2 separate regions of the Sus scrofa genome follow, and region 2 is linked to region 1. The links are chromatin contacts, called in public Hi-C maps. All regions are on one chromosome and are shown on one strand. The core of a region is the stretch at or near the end of the contact, and the rest is flanking DNA. Distances in the headings are between cores, read along the strand shown.

Region 1 (6,675 bases), core at 1,831-4,330:
TGTAATGTATATATGTAAGGATAACTTGATCCCCTTGCTGTACAGTGGGAAAATAAAATAAATAAATAAATAAGGGCATCTAATGGATTAGAAGATCCCCTTTGTTTTGAAAGCAAAGCATGGATGCCTACAGTACCCAATTTTGCTGATCTATTTAGTATTATCTAAACACTTCAAAATATGTTGAAGAGCTCCCACAGGTATATAATCCTCCCCAATCCTGTTCTCTCCATAAAGTCTTTCAAATTTCTTAAGTTAATAAACCTTATACAGGCTGATTTTCCTTCATATTATACTATCTTGCAATGCCTGCTACTATTTATTAATTACAATTAAGTTTCCATTTATATGCCACGAGTTAGTAGTGCTTTCAGTAGCATGCCTTCTTGTAAATGGGATAAACAGAACAGAACTGTATCTTTCGCTCTAGCAGAATAGCTCTAGCAAGCGCAAGTGCTACAATAACAGTGTTTTGTATGGCTGATGCAATTTGTTGCTAGGTTTATTAATAGTTTGATATAAAACTGCTGTGGCAACAAGAGGAAGAGGACTGAAAAACTATGGCAATCTTGAGTTGCTTTAGTGAGTTTGTGGAATTGTGACTCATAATGATAGGAAAGGGCTTGGCATATAAAGAACAGCATAATATAAAAATCAAGGGAACTAAATCAGATTCTGCAGAAAAATAAGCTGATTTAGTTGCATATCTTTTAAATGACTGGAAAATACTGCCAAAAGGACAGTATAAGAACTTGATGTCCATTCTAAATAAACACTACACTTTAATATTTGCTAACTTTGCTTCTTCTTTCAACATTCTGTCTGATTGTCTTGGGATGGTGAGCTTGCATTCTTGGTTAGAGATTAAGGGAGTGAGGAGGAAGAAGGAAGGTGACATAGGAAATGGACAGTGTGAATGTTTTATGTAATACTGGAGCTAGAAAGAGAGATCAAAGTGGTTCAAAAGTTGGTTTTAGGGAGTTGCCCTCATGGCTCAGAGGTTAGCAAACCTGACCTGTATCCATGAGTACTCGGGTTCTATCCCTGGCCTCGCTCAGTGGGTTAAGGATCTGGCATTACCATGAGCTGTGTGTATATAGGTTGCTGACGTGGCTCGGATCCCACGTTGCTGTGGTTGTGGCATAGGCCTGCAGCTACAGCTCTGATTCGAGCCCTAGCCTGGGAACCTCCATTTGCCAAAAGACTGGGGCCCTAAAATGACAAAAAGTAGGTTTTAGGAGAGAAAAACAGAGAGCTGGAGGGTAATTAAGCTCTAAAGCTAAGTCCTAGAAGTGGGTAGGGCCAATGCAAAACTAGCAATTTGTAAAAGTAAATCATTAAGCAGTTTGAAGCAACCTTTGTTCCTATACTAAGAATGCCAGCAGAGCTCAGATTTTTCAGGTAGAGAGATTTCTAAAGATCATCCTTTTAGTCAGCTGGTATAATAGAACACCGGACCAGATTTACCCAAACAAAAGGTCTTGACAAAGATCCTCTTTATTAGCCAAGCAACCTCCAGCAAGATTCTTTACCTCCCTGGGTCCTTTATTCTACATAATTTAAAAAATAGAAATAAGTGGTTTTGCCACGTTATTTTTTAAGCACTTTAAACATGCACTGTGCAATTTTGGGGGGGGGTGTTATTTGCTCAAGAAAGCAATCTTAACTGTAGAAGAAGCCAAATCTACAGACATTCAAAATTTTAAACTACAGGATAATTTGTTAACTATCAAAATTTAACCGACTCAGCTCCTTCAAGTACTTTATCTTTTCCTCAAGCTCAAATCTAGTACTAGCTAGGATCAGTACACACCCCCCGGGCTATTTCATTCCATTGGCTGGCTGGCCGTCCTGCAGTCTAAACCCTTTAGATTTATTGTCAGGACGCCCGGTGTTTGTCAGATGTTACTCTGCTCATGTATTACCTTTTCTGTGTGTGCAAGACCGAAGCCGTCAGGGTAGGAAAATGCATAATTAATAAACATGTAATTAATAAATTCATTTAGTTAGTAAAACTGGATTTCAAACGTAAAAGGCGATTCATTTTGTATGTTCCTGTGTCATCTGTCACTGCTGTAGAAGGGTGAAAAAATCCGCAAACAATTCTTTCATGGTTTGCATTCGCATGAGTCATAGAAGCCCACAAAATCTAGCAGAGGCACAATCAGATAGGCCGGTCAATCCCTTTTCCACAAGTGCTTTTCGTTAAGACCCACCCAATTTGTCACAGACGCTAGGATCAAAGAGCGGTACGGTGTCTTCTGCAAACAGCATCAACATGCAGAAGCCGGGGGTGATGGCTAGCGGGGGAAGGAGATGGGGTAACTATACGGTGGTGATAGGGTGGAAAATTCACTATCCACTGGAGCCTGATACATCCGAGGCCGGGCTGGTGGGGCGGGGGGGACGTGGGTGGGGGACAATGCCCGCCCGGGCTGGACTGAGCCGTGGCGGGTGAGGCAGGCGGCCAGGCGGGGCAGGGCGCGAGGAGCTGGGTAGCGCTCACCTCCCTTGCAGGGCGTACGGTGCTGGCTATGCTGGGCCCGGTAGCCCTCGATAACCTCCCAGGATCCGTCGTCGCGCCGGATGGGGAAGGACAGGCTCAGCACATGGTTGCAGGGCTTGATGATCCGCAGGATGCCACGCACCCTGTTCCGCTTCTGCTCCTCGCTCTCCCGGGTCTTGAGGTCCTCCACTAGCTTGTCCTCCACGATGCTGGCGCCGCGATCGAAGAAGCCCTCCACCATCTTGAAGAAATTGGGGTCGTCCTCGCGGTCGGCCGCCGCCTCGCTATAGTGTCGCCTGGCGGGCGGCGCGAGACCCGGCTGCGGGGCGGTGGCGGGCTGCCCGCGGGTCCGGCCCAGCAGCGCGGCCGAGTCTGCCGCCGCCGAGCCCAGGGCGGCGGGCCCGGCGCGGGACAGCAGCAGCGCTTCACCTAGGCAGCGGTACATGGCGGCGGGGCGGAGGCCGCGGAGGAGAGAAGCTCTCGCAGGCCCGGGGACTGACGGACGGAGGGAGAAAGGACCCGGCACTGTCTTCCCTTTTAAGCCGCAGCTTCCTTCCTTCCTGGCTGTCCCCTCCCCTCCGCCGCTCGCCGCCTAACCCGGAGGACGGACTTTGGGGGCCGCGGGCCAACGTCGCCTGTGAATGGCAGGGCGGGGGGCGCGCGCCGCCCAGGGAGCCGGGCCTCCGCCTCCGCCGTGGCCTCGCCCGGCCTCCCCGGCGGCGGCGGCGGCGGCGGCGCGTGCCGGCGAGGCCGCTCGGAGGCGCGCAGGCGCGGGCGGGCCTAGCGCGCATGCTCGCGGGGCGGGGGTGGGGGTGGGGCGAGGGCTCCCGCAGGCTGCTGAGATCTGCCCGGAGCTGGTGTCCTGGTAGGTCTGTGCGTGGTCCCGGCCTTGCCGGGGAAGGGTTTTTGCCGGGGGAGGGGAGGCCTCGCTGGGGAAGGGACCTTCCAGCCTCTGGGGGGCGCTAAGAGTCTGGTTCCGGGACGGAGCGTGGGTGAAGGTAGTGTGGTCTGGCGGTGGGCCCGGGGCGAGTGAGTCAGGGGTATTCCTTTTTTCAGCCTGCGCGCCCTCGGGCGGGGAGTCCGTCCCGCGTCTGTCTTCCGGCGGCCGGGAGAGGCAGCGGTTGGAGGCCGGGCTAAGGGCTTGACTTTATCCGCCGAGACTGGGAAGAACTCCTGTCAATGGAGTGGAAGTTTTGAGGTGGCTTGCAGGAAGGGGAAAGCAGAAAGCCTGGGAGCTGGGGAATCCCTTACCCATTGGCTTTCACCGCTCGAAGTTTCTTATTTGTCCCTTTCAACTGTTCAGTGAGGTTGAGAGGAAATAGACATGTAAATCATTGTTGTGTCTTTCTAAAATTTACTGACTGTGCGTCCCTATTTCAGAAATATGTTCTTGAAATAGTCTGAAAACACACTATAGAAATGCAATAAAACTAGAAATTCTTCCTCAATAATATACGTATTAATGATCTAGAATAGGATTCGTAGACTTAAAGAATATGAGGGTTTGATTTTGAATTTATACTTGATGAGCTATGCTTAAGTTATAACACTCCTGTGGATAAGTTTGTTGCTTGTAAAAGTGTACTGACTCAGTTTGTAAGACAAGCTATCAAAGGCCATATTACTAGCTTTAGCATCCCCTCTGTACTTTGGTGATTTTTAAAAACGGCATCTTTTTGACTTGCAAAACGACTTTGCCTTCTGATACTGACTTTATTCACTTATTAGAGCATGGATGAGAATTTTTTTTGCCTTTTTTTTTTTTTAAGGGCCACACCCGTGGCATATGGAGGTTCCCAGGCTAGGGGTCCAATCGGAGCTGTATCTGTTGGCCTACAGGATGGCCACAGCAACGCCAAATCAGAGTGGCCTTCTCAACCTACACTGCAGCTCACCGCAGTGCCAGATCCTTAACCCACTGAGCAAGGCCAGGGATTGAACCTACATCCTCATGGATACTAGTCACATTCCCTTACACTGAGCCACAAGGGGTATTACTGTTTATTTGTTTTAAGATTTTTATTTTTTCTATTATATTGATTTACAATGTTCTTTCAGTTTCTGCTGTACAGCAAACTGACCCAGTCGTATATATATATATGTGTGTGTGTATATATATACATATATATATGTGTGTGTGTGTGTGTGTGTGTATATACTCTTTTTCTCACATTATCCTCCATCATATTCCATCCCAAGTGACTAGATAACAGTTCCCTCTGCTATACAACAGGGAGAATGTTTTAATTCTCACAATATTCTGTAAAGTATGAGGTGAGAACCTGGATCTTCACTAAATTACGTTCGGATTAAATTCTTAGATATGTTTTGAGGAAAGTGGTTTAAAAGCTTAGTTTTATTGCCTTTGTTTATCTCCTTGATAACTTTAGCCTTCAGAAAAATAAATGTTTAACTTTGCTTCTTCCAAGTTTTGTTCACCTGAATTCAAGAAGGTAGAAAGGCTATGGAAGGAAGTAAAGAAATTATTATTATTATTTTTTTTTCTGGGCCACACCCATGGCATATGGAAGTTCCAAGGGTAGGGGTCTAATCCAAGCTGTAGTTGCCAGCCTGCACCATAGCCACAGCAATGCCAGGCCTGAGCCACATCTGCAGCGTACACTACAGCTAATGGCAATGCCAGATCCTTAGCCCACTGAGTGAGGCCAGCGATCAGACCCACATCCTCATGAATACTAGTTGGGTTCATTTACTGCTGAGCCACAATGAGAACTCCCGGAAATTATTTTAATTTGAGAATCTCCTATGTATAGATGCCTTAAAAGTATCTCTAAAAGAACCCATCAAGTAGATTTTTGAATTTTTAAAATCTTTTATTTTAAAATTGTGCTCTAAAAAAGGAGGGGGGGGGAATTCCCGTTGTGGCTCATTGGTAAGGAAACAAACTAGTATGAGGATGCCCGTTTGATCCCTGGCCTTGGTCAGTGGGTTAAGGATCCACGTTGCCATGAGCTGCACTGTAGGTCACAGATGTGGCTCAGATTCCATGTTGCTGTGGCTGTGGTATAGGCTGACAGCTGCAGCTCTGATTGGACCCCTAGCCAGAAAACTTACACGTGCTGCAGATGCGGCCCTAAAAAAAAAAAAAAAAAGAAAAACTGGGATTTTGAACTCACTTGTATGTAATTCATTATGTCTCTCTGCCTTTTTCTTTTCTCAGGTTTTTTTTAACTGGAGGTTCAGTTTTTTGTTTTCCTCAGGAAAAGAAAGATAGTACATTCAGTTGTTTATTATTCAGGATACCTCACCAGTCAGTGCCACTTGATCTATGTGGGTGACCCTGTATAAAAGCAAATCTTTATTCTATCTTTAGCATTTTCTTTATAGAAATTTTAGATGAGTTGTGATTTCGATATGGGATTGGGGTTTGAAGAGTAAGAAAGCAAGTGTAAGCTAAAAATTGCAACATATCTGGGATGGTGTTAAAAGCAGACATAACTGAAAAATATACTGGAGAAGCAAAAAAGCACCTTCTTGTTGACCATCACGGAGAGATGCAGAAAAAATAGATTATATCGTGAAGTATAAATGTACATATAATTATACTGAGCTTGTTCCTTAGTGAAAGGCAGGAAAGAAAAACATGACTGAAGCAGTAGGGATTAGGGTAGAGACACTGGTAATGTGGGCAGATAAATTAGGGGGGTCCCTGGAGAAAGAGAACCAGATATGGCTTTCTTGACATAAGAGAAGCCATTTTGTCCTAAGCCGTTTTGTGATCTAAGCCTGGCCACAATGCTTGCCCTTGAACAAGCCTCAGTAATTAGTGATCTTAAGGGAATAAAGGAATGCAGGAATGGAGAAGAGAGAGTCAAACAATAATGCAGTGATAAATCAGACTCCTAGTTCCTCCTCAAGGGATATACCTAATATATCTATAAGTTCTGTAGGGAACTAAGGCCCCTACCCAAGTGGAGGGTGGTATGATGATGTTGACCTACTTGCCTTCAATCAACTAAAGCCTGGACTCTGTCCACCTTTGTCCCAGTTCTATGCTGAGTTCCCCTCTGCTCAGGCCCCTCTGTGAATATGCATGTACCCTTAGCTTAAAACTTACCCATTTTTGCTGTTGGGGAGACATGGCTTTGGGAAAGATCCCTGGTATTCTTTTTACTTGCTGCAGGTAATAATAAATCCTTCCTTCTCCC
Region 2 (7,702 bases), core at 434-2,933, 74 kb after region 1:
TTATATATATATTGCTTATACCCTAAGCCAGTGTTAGTTACTGACCACCTCTAGGCTGATAATTTCTTCAGCATTGGGATCATGACATGGTATGTCTTTGTATCCCTAGCTCCTGGTGTAATGCCTGGCACATAGTGAATGGTCTACTAATAAGTGAATGACTAAGGAGGCTTTGGTGTGGCATGAGAAATACATTAAGATGAAATGATACTGGGAGAAAGAAAGATGAATGATTTTTTTTTCTATTGAAATTGGCTAATAGACTCTTCTTTCTAAAAAGTACTTGTGTTTTTTGCTAAGATCTTATTTTTGGTCAATAATCATTTTATTAAAGCATACCTACCTTTCCTTCAGTTAAATTAAAATTTAATGAGCTAAACTCATCAATCTGTACATTTAAAATGCATGTATTTTATTGTATATGTGTATTTAATAAAAACTGAGGAAAAAAATTGAGACAGGAGAGAAAAACATCTAGGTCAAGTAATGACTGAAAAATAATTGCTGTGACAATCAAGAAAAGTATTATGAGGTGGAACATGCACAAATGCCAAATGAGAGAGAAAAGCTAAGCTTGGGAGAAGGAGAAATGACTTAATCTGTTCTGTGTAGTATTTGAATGGGTAGGGAGGATGCCAGTGTTGCAGCCAGTGAAAATGGTGAGGAGAGAGGCTTAGAGGTGGGAAAGGACAAGGCATGTTGAGGGAGAGCCAGTTCAGTGAATCTTAGAGTATTTCAGAGGTGAAATGCTGACAGTTTTGAGGAAGAAGAGCAGGGATAGGTGGGGAAGACACGATCAAATCAAATTCCAGGGATTAGGGAATGGGTTAGATACAACAGGGTATGGAGAAGTCAAAAAATAATTGAAAAAAAATTGAAATATTGGTCTTGGTTAATTGGTGGAAAATGATGTTAACAAAATAGAGAAGTAAGGGAACAGGACAAGTTTCTTTGGAAATGGTAAATAATTCCATTTTCATTGGTTAAAAGTATCAAGCTTATTTTGTCATCTAAACTGATTCAAGAATAAGCTGTTTTATAGAAATGAAATTGTGTTTTACATTTAATCACACTTTACAGCATAAAATATCAGTTCTAAGAAAATATTGTATTGAGAAAATATAGGAGTTCCCGTCGTGGCGCAGTGGTTAACAAATCCAACTAGAAACCATGAGAAAATACAATGTTTACATCTTTTGTACGTTTTTTTTTTCTTTTCTTTCTTAGATTCCGGTGTAGTTAGTGATGTTGTACTTCAAGATTTACTGGCATATGTGTCTTCAAAACACTCCTATCTCAGAGACCTTCCTCAAAGGCAGCCTCAGAAAATGAGCAGTATAGAATTTGTAGAATTGGAGCAGCTTCAGCCAGACATATTAGTCCACGCAGTTCTAAGAGTTGTTGATATCACTATACTGACAGGTAAACATTGTGGGCTCCTCCTTAATTTTAGGTTAAAAAAAAATTAAAGTACATGACCATCTTAGTATACCATTTGGTTATCAGTAGATATTTATCATTAAACACTGAAGTACAGTATCACATCTAATAGAGTAGTGCCAATGAAAAAAATATTCCTTTTCCTTTTCCAGAGGCATTATACAGTTATAGAGGACAGAAGCAAAGGAAAGTTATGTTAACAGTGGAGCAGACCCAAGGTCAACATTATGTGCTTGTATTATGGGGTCCTGGAGCAGCCTGGTACCCTCAGCTTCAAAGGAAAAAAGGTAAATACACCAAAAGCATTTAACCTATTTATAGTTAAGTAAATGATTAATGCTTATGAACCTAAGATGAAGAGATTCTGGAGATCAGACTATGTTTGAAATATAATTGATCACGATTAGATATTCTCTTGCAGACTTCTTCTGTTATGATTTTATACCTCCTGCAAGCAATTCAGTGATCTAAAAAGTCCTCTGTAATTAATGGTAGCAAAATAAAAGCTTCCATTTATTCCCAGGTGTTCTACTTTACCTTTTTAGTGAGGATCTTACCTTCTTCTGATAATGTTCTTAAAAAATTTAATCCTGGAGAAGCTTCTTCAATTTTTATTCAGCGAAAGTAATCTAATAAATAAACTTCTCTCTAGTTATAAGGCAGATGTTAGAGGAGTTGTATTAACTCTTTCGTCACAATGTTACTGTTTAATTAATTACTGTGTTCCAGGTTTTTATCCCAGTTGTTTTGAAAGTGTGGACTATTAGCCATAGAATGTTCATGTTTAAAGTATGACCCATGATTACATTTTTTAAAAAATAGTAAATAATGTTGGAGTTCCTGTCGTGGCGCAGTGGTTAACGAATCCGACTAGGAACCATGAGGTTGTGGGTTCGATCCCTGGCCTTGCTCAGTGGGTTAAGGCTCTGGTGTTGCCATGAGCTGTGGCGTAGGTTGCAGACGCGGCTTGGATCTGATGTTGCTGTGGCATAGGCTGGCGGCTACAGCTCAGTTTAGACCCCTAACCTGGAAACCTCCATATGCCGCGGGAGCAGCCCAAGAAAAGACAAAAAGAGGAAAAAAAAAAAGTAAATAATGTATGATGTATTGAATTAAATGGAATTGGTGTTTCAATAAAATAGCATAATATCTTCCTTTTGGTATTGTGAAATCGTTTAGTTTTAACAATCAGATAGTTTAATTACTGGTTTATGAATTATTTTACTCTGCTAAATTAATTCAGAGACTGATTAAGTATGTGATTTATTTTTTCTTACCTGAAAGAGTTAATGTTTCTTGCAAACTTCTATTTCAAAATAGTTGTCTAAAGATAGGATCTGTTGCATTGTCTCTCTTAATCATTAATAGCCCAAAACTAGGATTTGAGATAAGTCTGACTTTTGACTTTTATGTTAAGATCAAACGAAGACAAGTATTTGTGTGGTTGAGAAATCTGACAAACATGTGTCAGTAATAGACAAACCATCCTTATTGACCACAGGTAACATGGCCAGGAGCACAAGTCTACTGCATGCTGGACGGAATGTAGGTCAAAGGTGTTATTCCAAAGCAGATTGCTCCATGCTTAGTATGAATATTCTTTTAAAATCAATAGTTATTTGGTTATAGAAGAGGAATTATTGTTATCTCTAGATAATTCTGTGATATTTAGGTTAATATTGAAAATTTATGAATCTAGGAATTAAAGTGTAATTGTTCTTCATTTGTTCAGTATATTTATTTATAATCATTGTTTTTGAGGTTTTTTATGATTTTTATTTTTTCCATTAGAGTTTATTTACAGTGTTCTGTCAATTTCTACTGCACAGCAAAGTGACCCAGTCATACATGTATATATATTCTTTTTCTCACATTATCCTCCACCATGTTTCATCACAAGTGACTGGATATAGTTCCCTGTGCTATACAGCAGGATATTTTTAAGTTGTAATATCCCTCTTAATACCTCAAGATTATTCTCTCTAAATGGGAAAATACCTTTTTTTTTTTTTTTTTTTTTAAATCTTTTGTCTGTTTAGGGCCGCACCTTCGGCATATGGAGGTTCCCAGGCTGGGGGCCAAATTGGAGCTGTAGCTGCTGGCCTATGCCACAGCCACAGCAACACGGGATCTGAGCTGCATCTGTGAACTGCACCACAGCTCATAGCAATGCCAGATCCTTAACCTACTGGGCAAGGCCAGGGATCAAACATGCATCCTCATGGATACTAGTCAGGTTTGTAACCATTGAGCCACGATGGGAACCCTGAAAATACCAATTTTGAAGAATCATTTCAGTAAGTGAAATGATTTCTACTTTCAGAAATTGTTAGCATTCTAGCCATTCATTTAGTATTTCTCGAGGCATTCCCCATATTAGCCTCTGTACTGGGCATTGGTTTTGCTTGTTCCCAAAGATAACAAACTCACATTTAGGTGATATAATTAGAAATGATTGTCACGCAGTCATTACTGCATACTAGAGATAACAGAGTTGATATTTTGGAGAAGAAGAATAAGAAATCAATCCCAAGTTCATGTTTTTTTTTTGAAACATGTGTTGCTAATAGAAGTTTGGTATGCCTCAGATGTAGGAAGCATTGGTCACAGTTTAGGTCCTAATAAGGGTGGACTAGGGATGTAAGTTACATTTCTTGGGAATAATTGGGTATGCATAAAATAAGCTATTCAGAACTAAATGCCATTCTAATGTAATATTCTCCTGAAGTCATTGAATAGAAGTCTTTTTTTTTTTTTTTTTTTTTTTTTTTTTTTTTTGACTTTTCAGGGCCGCACTCGTGGCATATGGAGGTTCCCAGGCTAAGGGTCAAATTGGAGCTGTAGCTGCTGGCCTGATGGCAGCTAAGTTAAGTTACTAATTGAGTTCTTAACCCGCTGAGTCACAACAGGAACTCCTGCTTCAGGATCCTGCATGTATATGTTTCCTCTGCCTAGAGTGCTTCCCCAGCTCTCCCCTTGGATGGCTCCTTCCTCTCTCAGCTCCACTTTCAGATCCGCACACATGAATATACATAATCACTCCCATAATCACTCTCTGTAGTCCACTCCTGCCACTTAACATAGTCGGGATCATCTAGCTTATCTGCTTGCTTGGTAATTAACTAAATTTCTCAGTAGGTTGTTAACTCTGTGAATGTAGGCACCCTGACTAGTTTGTTCATCATCGTATTCCCTTCACACAGCACTCCCTGTGTAAGTAGATATTTTCTTTAAGAATGAATGAAGAGGAGTTCCCGTCGTGGCGCGGTGGTTAACGAATCTGACTAGGAACCATGAGGTTGCGGGTTTGATCCCTGCCCTTGCTCAGTGGGTTAAGGATCCGGCGTTGCCGTGAGCTGTGGTGTAGGTCACAGACGTGGCTCGGATCCAGCGTTGCTGTGGCTCTGGCGTAGGCTGGCAGCTACAGCTCTGATTAGACCCCTAGCCTGGGAACCTCCGTATGCCGCGGGAGCGGCCCAAGAAATGGCAAAAAGACAAAAAAAAAAAAGAAAAAAAAGGAATGAATGAAGAATAAAATACAGACCAGGGAGTTTCCATTGTGGCTCAGCAGTAGTGACAAACCCAACTAGTATCCATGAGGATGCAAGTTTGATCCCTGGCCCTGCCCAATGGGTTAAGGATCCAGGGTTGCTGTGAGCTGCGAAGTAGGTTGCGGACACGACTCAGATCCCCAGCTGCTATGGCTGTGATGTAGGACTGCTGCTGTGGCTCTGATTTGACATCTAGCCTGGGAACTTCCATTTGCTGCCAGCGGGGCCCTGAATAGCAAATAAATAAATAAATAAATAAATAAAATAGAGATCAGGCAACCATTCAAAATTCCCACTGCTTTAAAGAGTAAGAGACTCAAGTTTGTGGAGTCTATATTTTTGGCTGTACCTGCATGTGGAAGTTTCTGGCCAGGGATCAAACCTGCATAGCAGCTGTGGCCTGCGCCACAGGTACAGCAGCAGCACTAGACCCTTAACCCACTGCGCTACAAGGAAACTTCTGAGGAGGAAATAATTTTACTTGTTTCAAATGATAAGAAAAAAAAAAACAAAGTTAAAAATGCATGCATGTAAATGTTGCCCTACATTAGATTTATTGAAGAAATTGTATTTCCTCTGCGCACTTGAGGACTCAGAGTTAAAGTTAGAACTCTACTCTGGTTAACTTAAGCAGTTAAGGGGGATATTTTGAAAGTATTCAGGAGTTCCCATTGTGGCTCAGTGGTAACGAACTGGATCAGTAGTACCCATGAGAATGCGGCATGTTCGATCCCTCGCCTCGATCAGTGAGTTAAGGATCCGGCGTTGCTGTGAGCTGTGGTGTAGTTTGAAGACGGGGCTTGGATTTAGTGGTGTTGTGGCTGTGGTGTAGGCTGGCAGCTGTATCTCTGATTCAACCCCTAGCCAGGGAACTTCCATATGCCTCATGTGCAGCCCTAAAAAAAAAAACAGAGAGAAGAAAGAAAAAAGAAAAAGAGAGTATACAGATGTGTATCAGGATCCGGCATGCCACAAACTGCTGTGTAGGTTGCTGATATGGCTCAGATCTGGCATTGCTGTGGCTGTGGCATAGGCTGGCAGCTGTAGCTCTGATTTAACCCCTAGCCTGTGAACTTCCATATGCTGCAGGTGTGGCCCTAAAAAGAAAAAAAAAAAAAAAAAAAAAAAAAAAGAGAGAGAGAGTAGATAGTATTTGGACTATATAGCTAACAATTTGAGAAAAAAAAAAAAAAAAAAGAGTTTAACTTCCTAGGAATAATAACTAAAAGGAACAATGAGTAGTAGAAGAAAATATAAACAAACTTATTTGTAATCCAAAGATTAGTAGGTTAAATAAAATGAAGCAACAAAAACTACCATATATAAAAAGCATCATATGGTGCAGCAAAAACGAATCCGACTAGGAACCATGAGGTTTCAGGTTCAATCCCTGGCCTCGCTCAATGGGTTAAGGATCTGGCGTTGCCTTGAGCTGAGGTTAGGTCACAGACGCGGCTCGGATTCTGCATTGCTGTGGCTGTGGCATAGGCTGGCAGCTGCAGCTCCGATGGGACCCCTAGCCTGGGAACTTCCATATGCCGTGAGTGCAGCCCTTAAAAAAAAAAAAAAAAAAAAAAAAAAAGTAAAATGACACCTCAAGTGAAAAATCAGAAAAATAATTATATTTTGTCAGAAAATAATGCGATAAGCAAAAGACAAATATCTATAAGGATAAATGGACAATAGATATGAACATGCAGGTCCCCAAAGAAGACATTAAAGTGGCTAATAAATGTATGAAAAAAAGTTGCTCATACTAGTAATTGAAGACAGACAAATAAAATAATAATGACATGATTTTTCTCCTAAGAAATTGATAGAGAAGTTATGAGGAAATAGCAATTCTTATGAACTATTAGAGATATAAGTTGGCAAAAATCTTTTTTTTCTTTTTTTCTAATTGAAGTATAATTTACTTAATATAATTAGTTTCAAGGGAAAGACCTTTCTTGAAGATAATTAACAATGCATATAAAAGCCTTAGTATTTGGAATACCTTTGGCGTAATAATTACACTTAATAGGAATTTATCCAGGCTATGCATAAAGATGTAGCTAAATTTTTTTTTTTTTTTGTCTTTTTAGGGCCGCACCCATAGCATATGAGAGTTCCCAGGCGAGGGATCGAATTGGAACTGTGGCTGCCAGTCTACACCACAGCCACAGCAACAGCGAATCTGAGCGGAATCTGCAGCCTACACCACAGTTCATGGCAATGCCAGATCCTTTAACCCACTGAGCGAGACAGGGATTGAACCTGTGGCCTCATGGATATTAGTTGAGTTTGTTTTCACTGAGCCACATTGGGAACTCTACTAAAAATATTTTATGTACTATTTATAATAGTGAAAAATGAGGAACAACCAACAAACTCCAATATAGAGGATTGCTATAATATAATTTTTAAAAAGATTTTTGTATGGAGTTCCCATCGTGGTGCAGTGGTTAACGAATCCGACTAGGAACCATGAGGTTGTGGGTTCGATCCCTGGCCTTGCTCAGTGGTTAAGGATCCAGTGTTTCTGTGAGCTGTGGTGTGGGTCGCAGATGCAGCTCAGATCCCAAGTTGCTATGGCTGTGGTGTAGGCCGGTGGCTACAGCTCCGATTTGACCCCTAGCCTGAGAACCTCCATATGCCACTAGAGTGGCCCAAGAAATGGCCAAAAAAGACAAAAAAAAAAGAAATAAAAAAGATTTTGGTGTAATAGGTAA

Evidence for each region. A called contact is a pair of places that touch in the nucleus more often than the background predicts.
Region 2: a Hi-C map of liver shows a contact between it and region 1, with 5 times the contacts expected there. The contact joins the enhancer-like site here to the promoter of GLUD1 in region 1. A contact is called at or near these places in 1 of 5 promoter capture datasets (liver), 7 of 47 Hi-C or Micro-C datasets (embryonic fibroblasts, epiblast stem cells, liver and 1 more) and 1 of 2 datasets of contacts at active chromatin or transcription factors (alveolar macrophages).

Annotation. Positions count from the first base shown.
Region 1 is chr14:88,002,295-88,008,969 of Sscrofa11.1, forward strand. GLUD1 (glutamate dehydrogenase 1) reads right to left here and starts at 3,081. Exons shown (of 13, transcript NM_001244501.1): 1 at 2,507-3,081. The coding sequence starts at 2,951. It overlaps FAM35A (protein FAM35A), which reads left to right and starts at 3,305. Exons shown (of 9, transcript XM_021073593.1): 1 at 3,305-3,371.
Region 2 is chr14:88,078,033-88,085,734 of Sscrofa11.1, forward strand. FAM35A (protein FAM35A) reads left to right here. Exons shown (of 9, transcript XM_021073593.1): 4 at 1,228-1,422; 5 at 1,593-1,727. Among named protein-coding and RNA genes, the nearest start is that of FAM35A, 76 kb to the left of the region's middle. Within about 2 kb of position 1,684, at least 2 of the 83 cell types and tissues checked have an H3K27ac peak or open chromatin away from gene starts, as enhancers often do. A contact at or near this core is called in liver, where this site is marked.